2 separate regions of the Capra hircus genome follow, and region 2 is linked to region 1. Evidence: chromatin contacts called from public Hi-C data. All regions are on one chromosome and are shown on one strand. The core of a region is the stretch at or near the end of the contact, and the rest is flanking DNA. Distances in the headings are between cores, read along the strand shown. Region 1 has its middle 40 kb from the start of ENOPH1. Region 2 overlaps SCD5 (stearoyl-CoA desaturase 5).

Region 1 (6,757 bases), core at 2,409-4,908:
GAAGAAAGGAAATAATGAAGATTAGAGTGAAGATAAAACAGAGAATTAAAATACCCCAAAGTTTGTTCTTTGAAAAGATCCACAAAGTTGGTAAGTCTTTAGACCTCATATTCTCTCTTCAGCTTAATCTTACTTTAAAAGAAAAAAATTATTTATTTTTGCTGTGTGGGGCCTTCACTGCAGCACATGGGCTTAGCTGCCCCTTGGCATGTGGGATCTTAGTTCCCCAACCTGGGATTGAACCTGCGTCCCCTGCATTGGGAGGCAGATTCTTAACCACTGGACGACCAGGGAAGTCCCTAAATTCATCTTATTTTTATTCCTACTACTCCCCTGAGACTGCATCTGCCTAATCCTAGCACCACTGCTGTTCTCAACTGACTTGCTGACCAGCACTTGACACGTCTGAGCACTCTCTTCTTCATTTGGCTCACACGTCACTCCCTGACTTTCCTTCCTCCATGCTCAATCCTTTTCCAGCTCCTTTTCTGACTTCTCCCCTTAGCTTGATCTGTAACGTTAAGAGCCCAAGGGTTTGGTCTAGACTTTCTATCAACATTCTTCTTACATGTTATATTTTTAAAGGATAAATGACTTGGGTTTTGATAGCATCTTCAGAATGAACTCATTAATCTGATTTCCAGCCAAGGCAAGGCCAATTCTAGGCTTAATTTCAACTGCTTGCTGGTCATGTCTACACTGGCATTTCTCACTTTACATGCTATAACTCCTCAAGCTAAAAAAAAGAAACGTTTTTCTTCCAAATCCAATCAATAAACAAGTGCGATCATTGATGCCTCTAAAACACACTCTCAATGTGTCCACTTCCATCTATTTCCACTTCTGCCATCCTAAGCCAAGCCACCACCATCCTTGACCTGTATTACCGTAATAATCTTGTGTTAGATCTAGCAAACTGTCTCTCAAGCACCATTTTATTCACAAACTGGAGACATTATAAACCTAAAAACATGTCCCAGACACCCTAATGTGTAGGAGCTCTAGGTTAGAATTAGATACTGTCCATTAAATGTACTAGCACAAAGTTAATAAAGAGAAGCAAGACCGAGAGGCAACCTTCCTATTGGTATTGCTGTTGGTAAGCAAGGTGGCAAATTACCAGTGTTTGGAAGAAGCTGTAACAGGCTAACTTGGTGTTCCAGAGTCTGGCCAGCCCTGAGCAGCAATGTCAGTGGTGGCAGGATTCTCAAACTCTGGACTCAACTACTGTGGGTTTCCTTCCACCCTGTAATCCAGCAGTACCACCCGCCACTACTCCTCCTCTAGTCCTTCCCACTGGTTTCACAAATGTCTCGCTCTGTGTTTTAAATCCCTCTCTGAATAAAACACCTAAAGCGGCTTCTGCCTTGGCATTCAACTCTGATACATCTAATTGGTTTTCCTGCGTCCACTCTTGCCCACCTACGATCCATTCTCCATCCCACAGAGAATTCCCTTAAAAATGTAACTCAGGTCATGCCATCTCCCATTTAAAATTCTCCGGGAGCTTCCCACCACCTGCAGAAAACAACCCCAACTCCTTATTGTGGTACCAAGGCCTGACGATTTAGCTCCACCCACTTCTCCGATGCCATCCAGCCACTGGCCTGCGCTCAATTTCTGAAATAAGCCAAGCTTTGCCCTAGATATTTACGACATGCTATTCCATCTTCATGGGATAGTCTTCCTTCCAGCTCTTTACTTGTCTAGTCTTTCATGTTCAGATTAGATGTCACCGTCTTATCATCCTCATAAAAAGCCACTGTGCGCTATTTTCTCTTCAGGGCACTTGCTGGTGTCTAATTTTCTATCATGTATTGTTTATTGACTGCTTCCTCCAAAAATGAACATACTGAGGCTTTCCTGGTGGTCCAGTGGTTAAGAATCTGCCTTGTAATGCAGGGGACACTGGTTCCATCCCTGATCAGGGAAGATCCCACATGACTCTGGACAGTAAAGCCCACAACTGCTGAGCCCGGGCACCTAGAGCCCAGGAGCTGTAACTAGTGAAGCCTGTGTAGCCTAGAGCCTGTCCTCCACAAGAGAAGCCACCGCAATGAGAAGCCTGCACACCTTAACTAGAGTAGCCGCTGCTTACCGAAACTAGAGAAAACCCTCTGCAAGCAACGAAGACCCAGAACAGCCAAACATCAATTAATTAAACTTTTTAAAAAATGGATGTACCCTGAGAGTAGGGATGGACTTTATCCCCTTACAGCACACTGCAGATGCTTAATAAATATTTGTATGAATAACTTGGGTAAAATCTGCAGAGTGAATTTTACTTCTGTTAGAGTGTCTCCAATGCTTTGGCAAAAACTACAAATTATTCTTAAACATGAGGTTGAAGATAACAGCAGTTTACCATTTGGGCACAGGTGGTGGAAACAACAAACTCTACTGGCACATACTACATTCAACTTTGTACTCCAAGGTTTTTTGTTTTTTTTTTTTCCCCAAACAAGTTCATTTTAACACTGCATCTAGAAAAAACAGTTATCCAAAATCACTGATTTTTTTTTTAATGTAACTTAGGGAACAAAGAAGGAAGAGAAATATTAGCGGATAGATTTCATTCAGTATTACTGCTGTTTTTTCCCAAACTACTCTGACTTCTGTAATATCATGTTATGAATTTAAGGATAAATACTGTCATGGCTTTAAGGATAAATGCACTTATTTTGGGAGAAGGAAATGGCAATCCACTCCAGTGCTCTTGCCTGGAGAATCCCGTGGACAGAGGAGCCAGGCAGGCTACAGTCCACAGGATCACAAGAGCCAGACACGACTTAGCAACTATACCAGACCATCATAGCTCAGTTGGTAAATCATTTTCCTGCAATGTAGGGGATCCGGGTTTGATTCCTGGGTCAGGAAGATCCCCTGGAGAAGGAAATGGCAGCCCACTCCAGTATTCTTGCCTGGAGAATCCCATAGGCAGAGGAGACAGGCAGGCTGCAGTCCACAGGATCGCAAGAGTCAGACACGACTTAGCGACTACACCACCACCGCCACACTCATCTTGGGGCTTCCCTAGTAGTTCAGACAGAATCCTCCTGCGATTCAGGAGACCCAGGTTCGATCCCTGAGTCAGGAGAATCCCCTGGAGAAGGGAATGGCCACCACTCTAGTATTTTTGCCTGGAGAATCCCATGGACAACGGAGCCTGGCGGGATAGTCCATGGGCTCTCAAGGAGTCGGACACGACTGACTGACCAACACACACACACACACTCATTTTCTCTCTTAACGCTACCTCCCCGTGCGCGCACACACACACACAAACACACACACACACCCGTTCTCTCTTAATGCTACCTCGTAGCGCCATCTGCTGTTTTCTCGGGAGGATGCACTTGCTAGTCCCCAGAGAAACAGCACCATCTGCTGGACAAAGGCTGCCGTGCACCTGTCTTGGTGAAAAGTCACCGGTTAAGCTTAACAACTCAAGCCAGCCTTGCAGGCCGAACAGGAAGCCCTGCTACCCCAGGAGTGCTGATTAGAGAAGCCCTTTTGCGTGAGGCTTCTCTAAGAAACCAACTTTATCGACCCAAGACTGAAAATCAGTGCTCCTGTGGGAGGGAGCACAACTGGGCTTCGTGGCTCAGATAGTAAAGAATCTGTCAGCAAAGTGGGAGACCTGGATTTGATCTCTGGGTCAGGAAGATGCCCTGGAGAAAGGGAATGGCTACCCACTCCAGTATTCTTGCCTGGAGAATTCCATGGACAGAGGAGCCTAGTGGGCTAGAGTCACGGGGTTGGATATGACTGAGCAACTAACATAAGGCAGATCCGGATTAACAGGAATAAAAAGAGCCACAGCTTTAAGAGGCCTTTGTCCCCTGATATCTCTGCAGGCAAAAGTGAAAGGGAAAGTCAGTCAGTTGTGCCCAACTTTTTGTGACCCCCATGGACTTCTCCCCATGGAATTCTCCAGGCCAGAATATGGGAGTGAGCAGCCTATCCCTTCTCCAGGGGATCTTCTCAACCCAGGAATCGAACCTGGGTCTCCTGCAACTGAGCTATCACGGAAGCAGGCAAAACGCTTAGCAAATTTAGTATCTTTGTCTCTTTCTGGAATTCCAGAGGTGAGATTTTTCTCCTTTTCCTGTTACTAAGGATCATAATTTGACTCAGACTCAGCTTCTAGCTCACTCCCCACTCTCCAGGCATTTTTCTTCCTCAGAACCAGCCTATTCGATAAATCAAGTTCTTCTAAGATCCTTTTCCATCACATTAATTATGAATGCATTCCTTAGGACCTCAGAAAGATCCCACTCATCTTTTTTTTTACTCCCTTCCTTCCCAGCCCACGCTGACAAACTGAATCTGATATTTCAGTTTTCTCTTAATGTTTTAATCTGTTTCTATCCTCAACTACTCACCATAAATTACAGTGTTTCTGGTACCCGTTTTAAAATTTTTTAACTGGAGGATAATTGCTTTACAATATTGTGCTGGTTCCTGCCATACAACAATGTGAATAAGGTATACATGTGTCCCCTCCCCCCTGAAGTTCACGCCCACCCCCTCATCCCGCCCCTCAAGGCTGTCACAGAGCACTGGGCTGGGCTCCCCATGTTACGCAGCAGCTTCCTGCAAGCTGTCCATTTCACACGTGGCAGTATATATGTGTCAACGCTACTCCCTCAGTTCATCCCACCCTGCCCTGCCCCCCACCATGCCTACAAGTCTGTTCTCAATGTCTGCATCCCTATTCCTGACTTACAAATAGGTTCATCGGTACCATTTTTCTAGATTCCATGTATATGTGTTAATACGGTATCTAGTACCCTTTTTATTATGCATAGTAAATGCTTCTAGCCGCAGACTGAATGCTTGTGTTCCCCCTTCCAACCTCAAATTCTTATATCACCCCAAGGTGATGCATTGGAGGCAGGACCTTTGAGAGGCCTTTGGAGCCAAGAACGGGATTAGTGTCCTCATAAATGAGGCCCAAGAAGCTCCTCCACCCCTTCTACATGCGGTGACAGCGACAAAGACAGCCAGCGGCGAGTGGACAGGCCTCTCCCCTCGTCTCTCATCTTCTCCTGCAAGAACACCAAAATCGCAACGAGCTGCTGAACCACCATCAACAGGAGGATGTTGGAACCCACCAAACAAAGATATTCCCCTGTCCAAGGACAAAGGAGAAGCTGCAACAAGCCAGTAGGAGGGGGCGCAATCAGGTTAAAATCAAACTCCATACCCGCTAGAGACTCTTGGACACAAACAAAACCTTTTGCACACCAGGACCCAGAGGAAAGGAGTTGTGACCCCGTAAGAGACTGAGGTGGACCTGCCTATGAGTGTCCAGGAATCTCCTGTGGAGGCGTGGGTCAACAGTGGCCTGCTGCGGGGACAGGGGCGCTGGCAGCAGCCGTCCTGGGAGGCACAGTGTGTTGGCGTAAGTCCTCTTGGAGGACGTTGCCATTAGCCCTACCATGAAAGAAAAGTGAAAGTTGCTCAGCTGTGTCCCACTCTTTGCGACCCCATGGACTTCTCCAGGCCAGAATACTGGAGTGGGTAGCCTTTCCCTTCTCCAGGTCGAACCCAGGCCAGGGATCGAACCCAGGTCTTCCCCATTGCCGGTGGATTCTTTACCAGCTGAGCCACAAGGGAAGCCCGAGCTCTACCACAGAGTTATCATATGGCAGCTTGATACCAGGACTGGGCAGCCTCAGGCACAACTACATGGAGGGAGCACAGCCCCACCCATCAGCAGAAAACTGGATTAACAATTTACTGAGCATGACCCCGTGCACCAGAGCAAGACCCAGGCTCTCCCCAGATGATGAATTCACCAGCTCCTCAGTCTTGGACTTCCCAGCCTTCAGAACTGTGAAAACTAGTTTTGCTGTTTCGAAGCTACCTAGTCTCTGTGACTTTGCTATAGCAGCCTAGAAGGACCAAGACACTCTCCAGCTTAATTCTCCACTGGCTAGAAACTGAGCATTCTCCTTTTCATTTCTTTCTAATCTAGTCCCTGGTGTATTTTCTCTCATTCCTCCCCCACTTTTCCAGTTGTTTCTCTACTACCATTAAGAGATCCCCTTTCTTTTGTCTTCTCATAAGCTTTTTCAGAATCTGTATGAAGTTCATCCTCTAATTACCATTTGTGGCTTTACTAACACTTACAAATTACTCCCATTTCTAAGATTTACTTATAGTAGTAACTCTTCTATATCTTCACATATCTTGCAAAGACCCTGATGCTGGGAAAGACTGAAGGCAAGAGGAGAAGGGACGACAGAGGATGAGATAGTTGGATGGCATTACTGACTCAATGGACACAAGTTTGAGTGTAGTCCAGGAGATGGTGAAGGACAGGGAAGCCTGGCATGCTGCAGTTCAGGGGGTCGCAGAGTCGGACATGACTGAGCGACTGAACAATAATATCTTCACAGTCCTTAGATTTCTTAACTAGCTACTACAACATAGAAACTACTAACATAAAACCTTTTATGTTCCCTGTCCTCTCTTATTTGCAAGCCTATAAAATTATTACTCCAGAATTCATTCATTTTTCTTGATTTATTAGGAGAACAGTTGCCTCCTTCAAGCATTATCTTATATACCTCAAACATAAGATTCTCAAATATCTTAAGAAATCCACTTATTTCTTGAATGTTTACTATCCAAATGAAATAATAACTACTAAGGTTACATATCGGAGAAGGCAATGGCACCCCACTCCAGTACTCTTGCCTGGAAAATCCCATGGACGGAGGAGCCTGGTGGGCTGCAGTCCATGGGG
Region 2 (6,757 bases), core at 1,381-3,880, 320 kb before region 1:
TTTCAAATTTCTCCAAGGGGTCCACGTAAGCCCACTTCACTGGGCTTGAGATGAAGGAGTCACGGCTCTCTGCCCTCTTTCCCAGGGAGTATTCAGCTCACAGCTCATTCACATTTCTTTCTAACTCTTTGCTATTCTTCATCTGAATGGGGCGTTCGGGAATGGTGGAGCCAGGTCTTGATAATTTCCTTTGTGAATTCTGTGTAAGGGGTTTGTTTCCCATTCACGTGGGTATCTGATATCTATCATATTGGTGCCTCGGGCAAAAGAAATGCAGAAAGAATCCCATTCTGGTATCTTATTCCATAAACCACAGAGAAACAATAGAAGTGTACATGTTGGTTATTTCTTGCTGCCGAAACACCCCGAAACTGAGCAGCTTTAAATAAGAGCGATGCGTCCTTTCTCCTGCTTCTGGGCTGGCTGGCCTGCTTCTCTGTTGGTCTCACCTGGGCTGGATGGGTTCATCACTCACGTTCACACAGTGGGCACTGGGTGCTGACTGCTGGCTGGACGCCTCAGATCTCTTTCTCAGGGCCTCTCATTCTCTGTTAGGCTAAACCAGCTTCCTTTCATGGTGATCCAGGCAATGTTTCAGGGAACCAAAGCAGAAACTATACAGTCTCCTAGGCTGTGGAAGTCACACAGCATATTTCTCTAGGCCAAAGCAAAATTACAAGGCTAGTCTAGATTCAAGAGTTGGGAAAAAGACTCTACCTTCAGCATTTCCAGTTTGGGGCTCTCCCTAGTTCACTGTAGAAAACCCACCTCTGTCAGCTCTTGCTCTAAACTTTTTCCTGAGCAGACGTGGAGTTAGGGGAGGAAAAAAATGAATTTATATTGGTTTTAGTCAGCTTACATTTGGAAGAATAGAAAGGAAGAGAAAAGATCCAGAAGATAGGAGAAGAAGCAGAGTCACGGTGGCTGACTTTGGGCAAGCATTCATGGGGGGGAATGGACCACAGGTGGGGAACTGGGAGAATAGGCTAAACTTCCGATCATGAAGATGAGAGCAGGTCAACATCTCCGTGAATTGGGCAAATGAGACCTTCGGACCCGGGAAATCCCATGGACAGAGGAGCCTGGCAGACTATAGTCCATGGGGTCGCAAAGAGTCAGACATGACTTAGAGACTAAACAACAACACCTAAGACCTTCTGGAGCCTATTATGAAATAGACTTCAGCACAGATTGAGTTCTCCTTGGGGCCTGGCCTGAGTGGACACCATAGGATGCTATCTTGATACTGGCTCTTTGATGCCCAACCCTGTTCTTTCCACCTGTCCCCTTGGATGCAACCCACCCCCCCACTCCACTCCACCCTTTCTCTCCTCTGATCTTATGCTCACAGGAGGAGGTGAACATCAATAAAGAGGGGTACAGGGTGGTAGCAACACAGCTCTGTCTTCAGGGGGGGTTTCAGGACCAGGTGAGTGGGAGGAACAAGGCAACTGAGGCATGATTAAGTCCATTGCTCTGCTCTACTGTGGGCTGCAGATTCAAGGCTCGGAGGTTGTCATTTTAAAAAAGAAAATCTCTAAAGCCTTTAGAAATGGTTTGGACTTCCCCAGCGGCTCAGAGGGTAAAGAATCTGCCTGAAATGCAGGAGACACAAGAGATGTCGGTTCGATCTCTGGGTCGAGAAGATTCCCTAGAAGAGCACTCCAGTATTCTTGCCTGAAAAATCCCATGGACAGAGGAGCCTAGCAAACTACAATCCAAAGGGTTGCAAAGAGTTGAATACAACTGAGCAATTAAGTACCTCTCACCTCAAGAAGTGGTTTTAAAATGGTCTTTTAAAAAATATGTGAATACTTTATGTGTGTTTATCTAGAGTGTAAGTTGAAAGGGCCCACGCTCCCCATCAGATGCCCGCACGAGGAAGGGAGCTCAGGCGGGAGACCTTGGAAGGGCAGGTTGCCTTGCTGAAAAATGAAGTGCCTGGGGCTTGTTTTCAGCCTGGAAGGTGAGCAGGCTCAGAGGACAGACTGTTGAAGCTGACAAGCACAGCTTAGGGGGAAGCTCAGGATCTTTACTTGCCTGATATTTTAAACGAGCACACACAAAATCTATAAAGGAATTTTCCACTTTCAGAGAATAGATGTATACCTGCCTTGGAGAGAATATTTCTTTCTTTTTAAAAAAAAAAAAAAAAACTTTTGTAACTTGTGGCTTTTTGTTATCAACAAGGCTGAGCACAAGACTTTCCAGCTGCCCCACCCCCACCATCTGCTCGCGCTGCTGTGCAGTCCTGTCCGACCCTTTGCAACCCCATGCACTGTAGCCCGCCAGGCTCCCCTGTCCATGGGATTTTTCAGGCAAGAATAACGGAGTGGGTTGCCATTCCTTTCCCCAGGGGATCTTCCCGGCCCAGGAATCGAACCCACTTCTCCTGCATTGCAGGTGGATTCTTTACCGCTGAGCCACTGGGGAGGCCCTCCATCCATCTGACTCCCACCTAAATGATTCTGTAATCAGTGAAACCTTTGCCCATCTGATTTCCAAGCACGTTTGTTTCATCGGAACACAGGGCAGTTTAGAGAGGGGAGGAAGAGAGGGGGGATGAGCTGAGGGCGAGTCTGAACCACTTTCCCCCTTGCTGCCCTTTCCCACGGTCCTCCCAGCTCCCGCAGCTCCAAGGCAGAACCAGCAGGCAGTGTGTGACCACGGCCTCACTGCCCAGAGGCTGCCGGTAGGGGGTGCTGTGTCCACACCTCCGGGCACCACCACTGCGATGACACTCCCAGGCTTCATAAATCGTTAGACATTTAAAGCTGGCGGGGATGTTTCCTTTTGGCCATGAGGAACCTGTGGTCCAGAGAGGGGAGTTCGTGGTGGGAGTAGGGCTGAAAGACAAGCCTCTTGACTTCCGTGCTGGGGTCCCCACCCTCCATCTTTCTCCTTCGCACATTCTCACCCCCAACCCCTCGCGTGATGTCAGGGATCTTGGCAATGTTGAGAGGAAGATGGCTTGCATGTGGAACTGTTAGAAAAGAACAGAAGATGGCAAGGTGCTTCCCGTGGTTGGCCTGGGAAATCAGTCTGGGGCTTTTGCATTTGACCTCGCAGAAACAGTCATTTGGAAAGTAAGAGGGATTGCGTTAAAGTGGTTTTTTTTTTTTTTTTTTGTAGTCAAACCTCAGACTTGTGGGAAAAGTTACAATTGATTACAAATCATCAAAAAGTGACAATACCTTGAGAGGAGATATGTTACGATGTCTATTCCCAGTTGTTATTACTAATACTTAGTGGGTGATATTAGTTAAGTTTGTAAATTTCACTTTGTCTCATCTGTAAAATGGGTAAAATAATGTTGGTGAAGATTCAATGAGATAGGCGTATAACTGCTCATCTCAGCTCATGGCTCATTCTAGGCACTCACTAATTATTGTTGTGCCAACAGCACAATTATTATTGCACACAATTATTGCAGCAGCAATAATAATAGCAAGAGCATCTTTTTGTCATCTGTAACTTGGGCCCTCAGTGTAGCTAATTCAGTGGAGAAATGCCCCTGCTGCTCACCAGTTGGGTAGACAGGTCTCCAGAGTAGCGTCTCTGTCATCTCCTTGGGACATCTCCACAGACCAAAGTGGCCGGGAGTTGGCAAGGGTGAGGGAGGAGCTGTGGAGGGGCAGAAGTGATGAGTGGGTGGCCTTATAGTGACATTTGTAAGTCAGAAAGAATTGAGTGAGGAAACGTGCTGGGGTGCAGTCTTCCCCAACTGGGGATCCTTCATATAAGCAAGGGGAAAAAAGTCAAGAAATGACTTTTTTAAAAAGAAATCTCTTGGCTTTTTTTTATCAAGTAATTTGATAAATGTTTAGCGTTTCTTATACAGACAGAGGAGCCTGGTGGGCTACAGTCCGTGGGGTCATAAGAGTCAAACACAACCTAGTGATTAAATCATACAGTTTTTAATTTTTATTGTGCTTGTTTTACCATCTTTAGTGATGCCCACGAAAGGGAGATACATTTCTAGATAGTGGGTATTCTTTGAGCTAATTAAATTGATCTTATGTCCATTCTATAATGTGTTTCAGATACTTAAATTTAAAAATTGAAATATAATTAACATAGAACATTGTATTAGTTTTATATACAACATAATGATTTGATGTACGTGCTCTGAGTGCCTAAATGCTTAGTCGTGTCTGACTGTTTGTGACCCCATGGACTGTAGCCCCGCCAGGCTCCTCTGTCCATGGAATTTTCCAGGCAAGAATACTGGAGTAGGTTGCCATTTCCTCTTCCAGGGACTCTTCCTCACCCAGGGATGGAACCTGCATCTCTTGAGTCTCCGGCATTGGCAGGCAGATTTTTTTTTACCACTGTGTCAATGATTTGATATACATAGAGCTCAAGGATCATCACAGGAGGTCTAGCTAACATCCATCACCCCACATAGTTGCAGTTTTGTTTTCTTGTGATGAGAACTTCCACTCTCTTAGGAACTTTCAAAGACATGTAAGATAGTATTATTAACCGTTTACTATCCCAACTCTCAAATACGTTCTGCTTTCGTTTGTTTCATTTCATCTTGTGCATGACCTTGTTTTCCTGTTCAGCCCTCCCGCTACCAGAGATGACATCTTGACTGTGGTTCCTTCTTCTCTTTTCAGAGTCTGACCCAGTAGGTGTAGAATGCGTGGAGACCACAGTATGTAAATGCTACCTTGGCGGAAAGGCACAGTTATTAGTCAGGGATGGCCAGGAAGGCAAGCATGAAAATAGCACTCTTGATTTCTTTTTTCCAGTAGCGCATGATACAACATTGAATAATTGCTGGCTATATTTGACAGATCGGGAATACAGTTCATTAGGGAGCTAGGGGACTCAAAAAGCAGGCTGCCTTCAGGAAAATTTATGAGGGGATTACTGTGTGCAGCCACCAGTAAATAGGGCGCTGGGAATCTGAGCTGAATTGATGATCTTCTGCCTGAGTGGGATCTGTGTCCACCAAGCAAAACTTTCTTGAGTCAAAGTGACTTAGGGGAGAAATTGTGAATTAAAAAAAGGAAGGATGAAAAAAAAAAGGAACATTCAGGATCTCTAGGGAATGGAACCACATCTGTAAGAGCAATATTATTTTTACTACTTTTATGGTCAAGAAAATCAGAATGCATGATTCACACAAGAAAACAAATCCTTGCAAAAGGATGCAGCCTCCCTCGTAATCGTGGGAACTTAAAGCACAAAATTATACAATGCCAGCAAAGCTGGTAAAAGTCCATCATAATTACAAAATCGAAATCTGGCGAGGCTTTGGAGAAAGCTGCATTCTCATACTGACATCAATTAGTACAATATTTCTGGAAAACAACATGGCAAAGTGTAGTGAGCCATGGACGATCACATCCTTTGGCCTGGTAAACATGTGTTTGAAACCATATCCTGGAGAAACAACTCAAAAGAAGAAAAAATAAGAGGAAAAAACAGAAAGAAAGAAAAAACAATACCTAAAAATTTAAAATAAAAACAAACTATTATATAGAAATGAAATTTAATATTACTATTAAGGATGGTACGTTTGTCTATTATAAAAGCAAATGGAAAAGCTGATATAAAATAACGCTAAGTGAAAAATGTGCTGTGCTTTGTTGCTCAGTTGTGTCTGACTCCTTGCGACTCCATGAACTGTACCCCGCTTTGTACTCCATGGACAGTCTCCTATCTCCATGTGATTCTTCAGGCAAGAACTGGAGTGAGTTGCCATTTTCTTCTCCAGGGGATCCTCCTGACCCAGGGATGGATCACTGGGTCTCCTGCCTTGCAGGCAAATTCTTTACCATCTGAGCCATTAGGGAAGTCCAAGTGAAAACCAGCCTGAGCTCAGATTTTTTGAATATTGACTATAGATATGTGAAAAAAAATTCCCCAACAACAATAAAGCTAAGAAGAGATTATTCGGTTTTGTTACATCGCAGGGTGAGAAGTGAATGTGAGTCTCTGTTGCTTTGGTGTTTGTGTTTCGTCTCTCATTACAAAATTGGTTAAAAACATGGTTTTATAGGCTGCACTGTATATTGCAGTTTATCAAGGACAGAAAAGAGGTAAATCCTTCCATCTGCATCTTGTGGTTTTTGACAGCTGCACAGACTGTAAACACAAGCTGGAATCACACCAAAACGGCCCCCCTTGCCATTGTTCAGTCACTCAGTCATGTCCAGCTCTTTGCGACCCCATGGACGGTAGCGCGCCAGGTTCCTTTGTCCTCCACTGTCTCCTGAAATTTGCTCAAATTCATGTTCATTGAGTTGGTGATGCTATCCAGCCATATTGTCCTCTGCCGCCCCCTTCTCCTTTTGCCTTCAGTCTTCCTAGCATCATGGTCTTTTCCAGTGGCTTTGCCTGCTGATTGTGCAGACAGGGGACATGTGATTACCAAGAGCCTGGAGTGGTTGCAGAAGAAAATCAGGTCGGGTTAACTATCCAATTGGCTCATCTAATGCCAGAGCTTTACCTCCTTGGATCTCATGCTTGGATTGTTTGGGGGTTTCTGGAGGCAGAGCATCAACTCCTTTCTCTCCTTGTAAGAATCTCCCCCTAAGTTAAGCTAATTTCACATTTCCCAGTCACAGGCTTCTTTTTCCTTCTGGTCTGATCCTTCTTGTCCCTCAGGCTTGGCATCCTCTTATTTTTCCTTGCATCCACCTCTGACAGCAACAGTAATCCCAGTAAAATATAGTCACACATTTCCTCAAAGTCGCAAGGTGCTCTGAAGGTTGAGATAGAGATGTCATTTTATTCAGTAAAG

What was found. Hi-C and Micro-C count contacts between places; a contact is called where the count stands out from the background.
Region 2: a Hi-C map of blood shows a contact between it and region 1, with 5 times the contacts expected there. The contact joins two enhancer-like sites. A contact is called at or near these places in 2 of 5 Hi-C or Micro-C datasets (blood and liver).

The regions. Positions count from the first base shown.
Region 1 is chr6:97,714,177-97,720,933 of ARS1.2, reverse strand. No RefSeq gene overlaps it. Among named protein-coding and RNA genes, the nearest start is that of ENOPH1, 40 kb to the right of the region's middle. Within about 2 kb of position 3,658, at least 1 of the 5 cell types and tissues checked has an H3K27ac peak or open chromatin away from gene starts, as enhancers often do.
Region 2 is chr6:98,030,039-98,036,795 of ARS1.2, reverse strand. The region is part of intron 1 of SCD5 (stearoyl-CoA desaturase 5); the gene reads left to right. Among named protein-coding and RNA genes, the nearest start is that of SCD5, 64 kb to the left of the region's middle. Within about 2 kb of position 2,630, at least 1 of the 5 cell types and tissues checked has an H3K27ac peak or open chromatin away from gene starts, as enhancers often do.